2 separate regions of the Mus musculus genome follow, and region 2 is linked to region 1. A link is a contact called in public HiChIP or PLAC-seq data. All regions are on one chromosome and are shown on one strand. The core of a region is the stretch at or near the end of the contact, and the rest is flanking DNA. Distances in the headings are between cores, read along the strand shown.

Region 1 (5,324 bases), core at 1,843-4,342:
GTGTCTGATGCCAGCAGGGCTGAAAACAGGGACATCCAAGACCCTTAGAGCTAGCATGACCCACCCTAGTCTCCAGCTGTCCACCTCTGAGCTGGCCAGTGTCTGATGCCAGCAGGACTGACAACAGAGACATCTGAGCTGGCATGACCCACCCTTGTCTCCAGCTATCCACCTCTGCTCCTGGATGGTCCTCTGGGCTTGTGTAGTCCTTCCCCAGAGCCCCAATGCCTAGGCTGTCTGTGTGTTTGAGATCCCCGCAGCAGTCTGATAGAGAGGACGCTGCCCTCCGAGGCTTCCCTCGTCTTTCCCCGTGGCTGTGGACTTGTTAGCCCCCCACCGGCAGGAGCCCCAGAATCTGAGGCACAGAGAGGGTAAGTGACTTACTTAAGGAAACACAGACTTCAAGGCAAGCACACACCACAGTGGTAGGCTTTTCTGCCGGGCTCTAGAGGAACGACTCCCTTCGCTTCCACAAGCACTCGTTTCTCTGGGAGGCAGAAGGCTTCGAAGGGGGAGAGGAGTGGAGTCCTCCTTCCTCTTCTCTGCTCAGGATCCCAGCCTTGCTCTGGGCCTGGAATCCATTTTCTGTGCTTTCCCTGCCAGTACTTCTCTCTGAAGCCTGGGCTGTGCCTTGCCCTATGGCCCCTCCCCATCCTTTCCCTTCCTCTTCGGGCCTGCGGTGTGTGTGGCTAGGAGCTCCCTGAATGAGGCTTATTTGCTCAGAAAACTTGCACTATCTGCTAGATGTGTTCCAACTACTATTCAAAAGTCGTCCCATTTGATTGAGAAACCCATTACATGGATGTGCACTGAGGCCCAGAGAGGTTCAGCAGGTTGCCTGCAGTTACACAGCAGACTGGTGGTGGGTCCAGGGTTCAAACTCAGAAATAGGGTTCTAATACTTTTTTAGTCCCTTGGGGTCTCCCAAGCCTCTGCTTAGCACAGGGCTGGAACCCATAGTTCCCTGTACCCTACAGTGATGGGCACCCCACCTCAAGGCCAACTTTGAGAGCTAGGAAGCTTGAGTTCTGCTAAGGACCTTCAAGGACCCTAACTGTGAGGGCTCCTTCCCTGGGCCCACACCCACGGTTCCCACCCGGTGCCCATGGCAGTGGCACAGAGTGACATCAGCATTGGCAATCGTTCGAAGGAGAGAAAAGCCACCCATGGGAGCCAAATTACATAGTTCAGCGAAGCACTCCTTTTAAGGGATTAGCCAGGCTTGTCAAGGAGGCACCTCTGCAGGGCCTACCTCTCAGGCCGTGGGTTCCATCTGCAGCTGTGGAAAGGTCTTCTTGCTCCTCCCCCAATGTGGGCATCTTGGATGTAAATGAGGAGACTCTGAACTAGTCAGAAGAGGCAGGGAAAGACACCATTTCTGCCTCAGATCTCTCTCTCTCTCTGTCTCTGTCTATCTGTCTGTCTGTCTGTCTGTCTGTCTGTCTGTCTGTCTGTCTGTCATACACACATACACATCATACACATCATACACACACAGACCTGAGTTTAAATATAAACCGTATCAGTTGTTGGCTCTGTGACTCTGGGCAATGCAATGAGTCTCTCTGGTCCTATTGCCTCATCTGCACAGCTGGGAAAACAACGTTTGTAGTGATGTTAGTTAGCACTGGCCCACCGCCGCCTTGCTACGTTCCTGTGGCATTCAGGCATCCAGGCCACACGTGGCACTCTCTTCTCACTGCCTGTCTGTCTGTACACCCCCACAGCTCAGGACCCCAGAAATGTGCAAGGGTTTGCAGACTCAGAAACCAAGAGGCAGATAAGGACTGGCCAGGGTTCCCTGTTCTGCGCAAAGTCATGAGATGTCTTTCTTTACAGTTAAGGGGATTTGAGGTGAACCTGTGAGGTGCCCTGTGGTGCCTAGCACACCAGTGTGTAGTTCAGTCAGTGCGGCTCTGACACAGGAGGAAGCAGGGCTGGGAGGATTGTTCACAGAGGCTTCTTGGAGTGGTTGAGTGGGCACAGGCTTGGAAGGTAGACAGGACTTCCTGAAGCCCTAGGCTAGCTGCAGGCAGTGAGTCTAGGAAGTGTGGGGGCCATGTTGTTAGGGGCCTGTTCCTTCCACCTAGGTGAGTGCAAAGCAGGCCAACTGTTGGCTGCTGGCTGGATTCTGACACAGTCCTCTACATTCCTTTCTCCTGACAAGCCAAAGTTGCGTCTTTACTCATACAAACTCCATGGCAGCCTCCTTCTGCCCCCGCTCCCACCCCCACCCCTTTGGACCTGCCAGAACAGTGGCTCTACGGATGAATGGGGAAAGCCAGCAGGGTGGGAGGGAGATGCTGGTACAGAGGCTTGGGGTTTTGAGGGCATCTTAGCAGTATCTCCCATCCACCCACCTGGGCAGAAGTCAGCAGGCCACACCTCCATAGGCCATCCCGAGAAGCACCCCTTGACTGTTACAGGGGTACACGGAGCCCTCCCATCCCCAGCCAGGTAGTGCACCCTTATCCAGTACCCCGCAGAGTCACCCTGAAGTTCCTTTCACCCCAGACACCAGGATGTATCAGGTTTCCCTAACCCATCTCTGCAGGTTTAGCCATGCTGCATCCCCATTGGCTGGGATCAGGGGCGGGGCATGACCGATGCTCAGGGAACCACCAGCCAGGTCACCTGGAAAGCCTGGGGCCCTTCTGTTTTGGTGCCCTCTCCCACTTAGCTCACCTTGCCAATCAGGGAGGCAAATTTATCATTGAGAGCCTTCATCTCCTCCTTTTCTTGATTCTTCTGCTGTTGAACAGCTGGATCCACCTTGAGGTCCAGAGGCACCAGCAGGCTGGGGTTCACAGTCACCTTGGGGATGGTGCCAGCTGGCCTGCAGCTTGTGAGGCTTCGAGAGCTGAAGCCAGGCCCAGGGAGCCCACAGCTGCCCCATCCTGAGGTCCCAGGCTGGGGACTGCCCGCAGGGGTCATCTCACAGCCGCTGAGGCTGCTGAAGCCAACGACGCAGGAGCGGTAGGCCATGGTGGCCCCCCTGGGCCTGGGAGCCGGAGGGCTCACCAGTGAGCTAGGGAGATTTGGAGTTGGTGGCTGGCAGCCGCCTCCTGTCACATCCAGGGCCGGCTGGGGACTGAGGCGAAAACACCTGTTGCATAGTGTTCATTAGCTACAGGAGGGCGGGACTCCTCCAAGCCAGACCAACCTGTTAGTTAGATGATGTGGCTCCCGCCCTCCCCGTACCACAGCTTTCTGTCTGCCCTACAGGGGCTCTGCCTTGTTGAAGGGGCTTGTCACAGTCCCCTGCAAGAGGGGCCTGACTGAGGAGGGGGCCTGCGGCCGGGCTGGCTGGGTGGGGCAGGGTGGGGCCGGGTGGTCAGTGCCAAGAAGGCGAAGTTCTGAAGGAAGGAGCAGGGAGAAAGGCGGGCAGCCAGCCACAGATCACGCTGCATACCGAAAGGCTGACGTATCTGGGCTCGCATACTTCTGGAAAAGATGAAGCAAGTGTAGCCCTGAGCTCCAAGGGTGATGACTGCCCTGGGCGCCATGCCAGGCTGTTGTTGGAAAACAGCCCCCTTATTATTTATCTTATCCATCTGTCAGTGTCCCCTGCTAATTTCCCATTCCCTCTTGCCCTCTCTCCCTTACTGAGGACCAGCCGAGTGCACCCCACTGACTCAAGGCCTGCAGGAAGCACATGACCGAGGCCTAGAGCTCTTGGTTTTTGAAACGTGACGTGACATTGGGTTGCGTGCGGAGTCAGCTTGGTTGTTCCCACTGGTAGAAAACCTCAATTATGTGGCTGTATTTTACCCTCATCTGAAAAATGGGCTTAAGATTTCAGTCACAAGCAGAGTAGAGGACCCACTCCAAACAGCTGGCCTGGGTTCAGAGTCCTCTCCCCCCCCCCCCCCCCCCCCCCCGCTCCAGGGGCCAAGAGGGTCTCTGATTGGCTGTAGTTCTGCCTCCAGGTGTCCAGCTCCTTGCCCTGCCTTCTCCTTCACTCTTCTTCCCGTTCCTCCTCCATGGCTACCCGTACAGCTTCTACCTTCTTCATGGAAAATCTGGTACGGAAACAGGCATCAAGGTGCCCAAGGAATTTCTGGAAACTACAAAGGTTCTCAGCCCAGTGCTCAGCCAGGGCCTGCTCTTCCTTATCCAGAGATGGCCTCTTCTTACCCACCCTGCTAGGTCCAGCATAATCTCCCTGAGCTCAGAGAAGGGTGTGTCTGTAAAAACCAAGGGGACTCGGCCTTTGAGGGGACCGAGGCAGTCACACATTTTAACCAGGCATGATGGTTGAGCCACATGACCTACACCTGCCTGGGGTCCAGGCCTGGTTCCCATGAATGGGCACTTCTGGTTCACTTGGATACAGAATTCTGCATCAGGAGTCTGTCTGGATCCTGGATTCCAGGATCTACCGTGGGTAATTGGGTTCCCAGGACAATGTATGCCCTACTTCTGTGGCATGCTATATGTACCCCACTCAGCAGCCTGGTGTGTCTGGTATGGCCGCCCCAACCTCCCACCGTCTTCTTCTGGTATCTGAATGGCATGCTGTCAGATCTAGTGGCATACCCTTCCTGGTCAGCCCAGAGTGCTCTGAGGGGGCAGCCAGTGGCATCTGCGCTTGGTACGGCCTGAGTGTTCTCTCTGTCCTTACCATTGCCTCCATTTAAGGCATATGCCAAATGAATTCACTGTCCTCAGTACAGAGGGTGGGGTGGCGTGCCTGGTCTCAGGGCACTGGTTGTTTATGGTGACTTTGGAAGCCACCGGAAGGGCGGGGGACCAAGAACGAAGCTGGTTTTGTCTCCTTATTGTTTGCTTTGGTCAGGTCGGTTCCTCTTAACGCTCAGTTCAGCCTGTCACGTCCCACTGAATTTGACAGGTTCTTGGTAAGTCACAGTCAGTGGTCACTCCCAGCCGACATGGAGGCCTTTGTCTCTGGGGGCTTTCCTTAGGGATGCTCTTGACTCCCTAGAAGAATGGCTACTGGGTGGGACATGGGAGCTATCTGTTGCCACCCCCCCCCCCCCGGCTCCGAGCTCTCTTTGGGTGCTGAGGTGACTTTGACTGCCACGGCTGTGATTGCCAAACAGGAACAGCAGAAAAAAAAAAGCCCCAAATAAACAAACTCTACAGCTCTGCCCCACCTACTTCTTGGTCCTTCCTGAGGAAGTCCTCCCATGACCCCTAACCTCCTCTGGCTCTACTTCCCTCTCCTTGGCATCCCTGAGACCCATTTGAACAGGTTGTCTCTGACCAGAGGCTTTCCCTCTCAGACTGGAAGGGCATCTACTTTTGCTGAGCTCAGATAGGATCCTCTCCAGGTCTTGTTAGGACCCAGGGCCCCAGGGACT
Region 2 (5,324 bases), core at 1,989-4,488, 370 kb after region 1:
TGCTGGTCCTGGGTTCTATAAGAATCAGGCTGAGCAAGCCAGGAGAAGCGAGCCAGTAAGCAGCACCCCTCTATGGCCTCTGCATCAGCTCCTGCCTCCAGGTTCCAGCCCTGCTTGAGTTCCTGTCCTGGCTTCCTTCATTGATGGACAGTGCTGTGGAAGTATAAGGTGGATAAACCCTTTCCTCCCCAACTTGCTTTTTGGTCATAGTGTTTTGCCACAACAATAGAAACCCTGACTACGACAACATTCTGGATTTCTGATGTGGTGACTCTACTTGGTATGGCCTCGGACATACGAACTCTCCACCTCCGAAACTTTGAAACCGAATGTTTAAGCCCTTCAAAGGGACAGGGCGCTTTGTCCTGCAGCAGGTTCCCTCCTCACTCACTTCTTCTTGTAGTCCTCCACCACGTCACGCACATTCCTCAGCTCAGAGTCCAGCCTCACTCTGTCCCCAGACAGCGTCTCCAGCTGCTTCCGCATGTTGCTGATGTGGCCCTCAAGGATGGGTTCCAGGTTGTTCTTGCAGTTGTTCAGGTCCAGCTGCTGCAGCAGCTCCCACTTGGTCTGCAGCACCTGGTTCTGCTGCTCCAAGAAGCGCACCTGGAACCCAAATCCAGCAGATGTTGAGCCCCACAGAATTCATCACACTTGACATGCAAAGCCATTATTATGCTCACTGCTCTGGATGCATCTTTTCCTTTAGCCCCTTTACAGATGTAAGAGGCGAGCACATCGTTAGACATGATCAGGGGCATAAGAATTTTTGCTTTTTCCCAGGGTCCAGAAGTTTATTCAAAGGCAGAGCTCAGAACTATGCCTAGACACACGTCCCCTTACTGAGGACATCCAATCAACCACAGCCTACTGTGGCCAAGCCAGCATAAGGCAGGAACATGCCTGACAACAGCAGAATAGGGTCAGGCTGGATACATCTGTCTGGAAAGGCCACCCACTCTGAAGATGGAGTCCAGCTCTGTCTATGACATGTCAGAGCACAGTGAGGTTAGAGCCAAGAGCTTCTGAGAATTTCAGATCCACACACCAGGTCTCTCATCTCTGCCCACTGATGCTGTCTCCTCCACAGCTCTCAGAACCACTCACTCTGGGGCAAGTACAAGACATGGAATTAGACAGACAGACAGACAGAGCCTGACCCTCACCAGACCAGGGAACTTACCAGAGATCAATAGCATATGCCGGTCACAATTTTTAAAATATGACTTCTTTTTTAGCATCTGTGAGCACAGGCATGTTTATGCAAGTCTGTGTTCACAGGATGTACAAATATTGCCTGGAGTTCTACACTGAGGGGCAATCGCACTGAACTGCTGGTCTCTAACAGATCATCCAGCACTTGGCTTGGTTTACCCCATCCACACTTCTCCCTGAGCTGAGCATTAACCACACCCAGGACAACACAGTACCCAGCATGCCACTAGACATGGGTAGGTCACCAATAGGAGTGGACATCTCTTCTCTGTCTGAGGTTGAGAGGTCACAGTGTTCCTGGGACCAAAGCTCCTCAAGAGCTGACCAGGCTCTTGGTCCCCTTCCCCCTACCCAAGAAGTAGGACCCTCGCACCCAAATCCAGACCCAAATCCTCAGAGAACCTTGATTGTCTAGATGTGACTATCCCATAGGACAAGAAGCTGCAGCTCCAGCCTTGGGCCCTGAGACTGAGCAGAGGGTGGGGCCTCCACACAGGAAGACTAGCGCTGGGGCAGAGTCTGCCCTTGTGGCCACAAGACCCAGGACTGTGAGGCTTAATTGTCATAGAGCCACCCTATCCCTCTCATCTCTGCCCCTAGTAGATAGGAGACTGAGGGTGAACTTCCACCATGCCTGTCCTGCAAAGGGCTGTAGGTATGACTCTATGGTGGTTTTTCTGACCTAGAAGCTGAAAGGAGCTGTCTTTCATATGCTACAGCAGACATCCTGACTGAGATAGAGGATTCCTTTGAGGTCTTGTATAGATCTGAGGTCCCTTTGTTTCCTAGAACTCTTTCCCAGAAACAACAGACACCCTTTGAGGAGGACCTGGTCTGAGCCAGCATTTGAGGAGGACTTTGCCTGAGCCAGGCATTGTCCCAAGATCTTCACATGAGATTTCTTTTCTCAACTGACAGAAGCCCCAGAGGAAAGTCAAGATTTCCACACTAGAGGGAAGGACATAGGACCCAGATGAAACAAGTAATTTCCCCCCAAAGCCTGCCAAGTCTGAGTCCAGAGTACCTCTACCCCTATCTTGCAAGAGAGCCCTTCACCACTAAACAAACACCCTCAGTGAAGACATCCTTTAGCCTAAAGGGCCTGGGTGGCCACACACTTGTTCATGATCCACCAGTCAGGTGACCAGGGAACAAGATCATCCTGAGAAGAAGACAGGCTCTTTGGACCCCGAGGCTGATTCTCCCCTGGCTTTTACTGTGTACAGCCAGTTTGACTACAAGGCTTAACAATGGTACCAATGTAAGTCTCCATAGCAAGGCCCATCTCTCTTTCCCAGAGTTCCCCTGTGAGTAGTATCCCTGAAAGCCTCTGCCAGCAGAAACGATCCCTGCAGATGTTCTCTCTCTAACAGCAGAGAATCTTTACAAGGTATTAAGGTTACAGAATGTACCAGCATCATGTACAGTAACTGTAGCAACTTCAATACCTCTTGAGGGATTGAAGATAACCTACTCCCAGCAGATGAGACAAGAGCTGTTCCCAGGTGCCCCTGTCCTAGCAGACTCACCTTGTCAATGAAGGAGGCAAACTTGTTGTTCAGAGCCTTGATCTGCTCCCGCTCCTGTGCGCGCACCTTCTGGATCTCAGGGTCCAGCTCCACATTGAGTGGGGCCAGAAGGCTTTCATTGACTGTGACCTGATGGATACCGCCAGGCGGGCACACAGCAGGGCACACGGGCCCCAGGGCCACACTGCCAAAGATACTTCCGGCAAAGCCACTGGCTCGGTTCCGGCCAAATCCAAAACCTCCGTTCTTCCCGCTGCCACTAGCCATGTTAAGAGTGATGCTCCTGCCACCTCCCAGGCTGTAGAGACTCCGACTGCCAAAGCCCCCGCTGAGCCCTTTGCCTCCTGCCCGGTAGGAGGATGAGCTTCCCCCAGAGAGCACTGCGGAGCAACCACTGAAGCCCCTGTTGCTGGCTCCAGACTTGCAGGTGAATTGGCGGCTCATGTTGGTAGAGGATGGAGTAAAGGTGCAGGAGGAAGGTAGATTCCCACGAAGGTTGTGCTGGCTGCAGTGAGGACCAGCAGGTGCCTTTATATATGCTTGGCATTGGGCTAGCAGATGGGCAGTGGAGAGCTTAATTCGTGGGTTTGGCTTGCCTGGGAGCAAGAAGTCATTTTCTCTGTGCTGAGCCAGAGATCGGCCCTCCCCACCTCTGAAACAACATGAAACTGTTAAATTGCTGGGCTTGCAAACTTTGCTCTGGTAATTTGGGTCTTATCTAATTAACCCGCTGTTATAAGGTAATTTGCCCCAGGCCACAGCCTCCTCAGGGGAATGTCACCAGGACTTCACCATCTCCCAGATTCATCTCTGCGGCTGGCTTTCTTACAGGGGTTCAGAGGCAGAGATGGCGTAGACATTTTGGACAGAGCAGGCCACTATGTACAATGCCCAAGGACTCTACCACAGCTGTATCCCCTGTCCTAGAAAGGGGAAGCCCAATTGAGACTAGCTATATCCAGATAGAGCCCTAACCCAGCCTGTGTCCAGATTTTTCTTGCTTTAGAATCCTACTCAGCTGAAAACACTATCTCACTATGGGGCCTTGTCAGAGACCTTTGAGGGAGGCCATTCTCCAGCAGACTTTCTCACCAGGCCTCCTGCAGATATAAGCCATGGAGAGAAGTGGGTCTCTCCTTTTGGGGTACCAGGATGACAGGACCCTATTTTTATCATGGGACCTGTGTCACAACGACTGTGGGCTAAATGACAGCCATGTGCTTATCACACTTTCCAGAGAGGTAGACAATGCCCAGCACAGCTGTCAACCCCATAGTAAATAAAGCCGGTAAGAGACTGAAGGAAAGGACAAGCCTCTGGCTCTTGGGGAAAATGAAAAGGCAAGAGAGTGGAGTTTGGTGGGGACTCCATGGGCAGAAAGCACAGAGGACCACACGGTCTGGGGAGTTCAAAGGTGCCCCACGAAACCTCCAATTCATCATGCCTGTCTCCTGCCATGTTCATCTGCATGTTCACAGTAAGGGCAGGAATCAATTGTCACCCATGGGCCCTCCCTCCAGCTACTACTGCCCAGGCCTGGGAACTGGGGAGTCCAACCTGGCTGGGGCCATTCCTAGGCATCTAGATTTCACACAGCTAATGCCAGAAAGCCCTCAATGGGAATATAGCTGTACACCACATCAGGTTTTATGTTGTATTCTTCGGTTTTTTGGTATGTGCTCCCTGTCTGTGGTCCCCTCTATCCCAGGTCGGAGGCTCCCATGATGGGCCCCAGTCCCTCCATTAATCATTCTGTCCAGGCCATGGCTGTCTCACTCCTGGAGAATGGCCTCCCTCAAAAGTCACTGACAAGGCCCCATAGTGAGGTGGGGCTCTCATCTGAGTAGGATTTCAAAGGGAGAAAAATCTGGACATGGGCTGGGCTAGGGCTCTGTCTGGATTCAGTGGGCACGAAGCCTACTCTCTCCTTGGCTGTATCCCTTCCTATTCTTTCCTGCTGTCTTGTCTTCATCACTGACATCAAAATGTTATAGCTTGCTCCCTCCACCCTCTTCTCCCCCTCTCTGCATCCATCCTTCACCCACCTCTCCTATCTTTTATTCTCTCACACTGTACCCAGCCCTCCTCACAGATCCTCCTAGACCACTATAGCTGGGTCTGAGCTCCGCCCCCCTCTCTCTGTCCTGGACATGCTCTTGGATACATGGTAACAACTTCCTTGCTGCTCCTCCCGCATCCACACCATGCACCATCTTAGCTTCCTTTGTGAGTATAGCAGAGCTTCTCCAGACCAAAGACGCCTAGCATGGCCCTCTCCTACCACCCCTCCGCACCCCTCCCCTCTCCTACTCCCCCAGCCCTGTTAGCCGCCACTCAGTTCCCACAGAATGTCTGTGTGATGCTGACGGGCTTTTTCTGCGCTCTCAGAGCATAGCCCTGGCACAGAACCCCTGTCAAGGGTTTTGCCAGCAACACAGTCCTCTGACATACATGGCAGCACCCCTGCCCAGGCAGCTGTGCCCTGCATCCTCTGCTCCTACCCACCCACTGTTGCTTACTGCTCCCTGTCTGCCCATGGACACCTCGTCCTCTGGCCTCATCTTAGTGCCCCCTCATGTT

Evidence for each region. HiChIP or PLAC-seq counts read pairs in DNA pulled down with a chosen protein or histone mark.
Region 2: an H3K4me3 HiChIP or PLAC-seq map of embryonic stem cells shows a contact between it and region 1, with 16 read pairs. The contact joins the promoter of Krt71 here to the promoter of Krt80 in region 1. A contact is called at or near these places in 4 of 39 promoter capture datasets (cranial neural crest, embryonic stem cells, frontonasal cranial neural crest and 1 more), 1 of 484 Hi-C or Micro-C datasets (the G1E-ER4 cell line), 2 of 115 datasets of contacts at active chromatin or transcription factors (both in embryonic stem cells) and 3 of 9 other capture datasets (adipose tissue, embryonic stem cells and liver).

Annotation. Positions count from the first base shown.
Region 1 is chr15:101,367,070-101,372,393 of GRCm38.p6, forward strand. Krt80 (keratin 80) reads right to left here and starts at 3,093. Exons shown (of 9, transcript NM_028770.3): 1 at 2,686-3,093. The coding sequence starts at 2,985. All of the region lies in intron 1 of Gm35853 (a long non-coding RNA gene), which reads left to right. It overlaps Mir1941 (microRNA 1941), which reads left to right and starts at 2,283; the gene lies at 2,283-2,365.
Region 2 is chr15:101,739,859-101,745,182 of GRCm38.p6, forward strand. It overlaps Krt71 (keratin 71), which reads right to left and starts at 3,239. Exons shown (of 9, transcript NM_019956.1): 1 at 2,745-3,239; 2 at 392-606. The coding sequence starts at 3,188.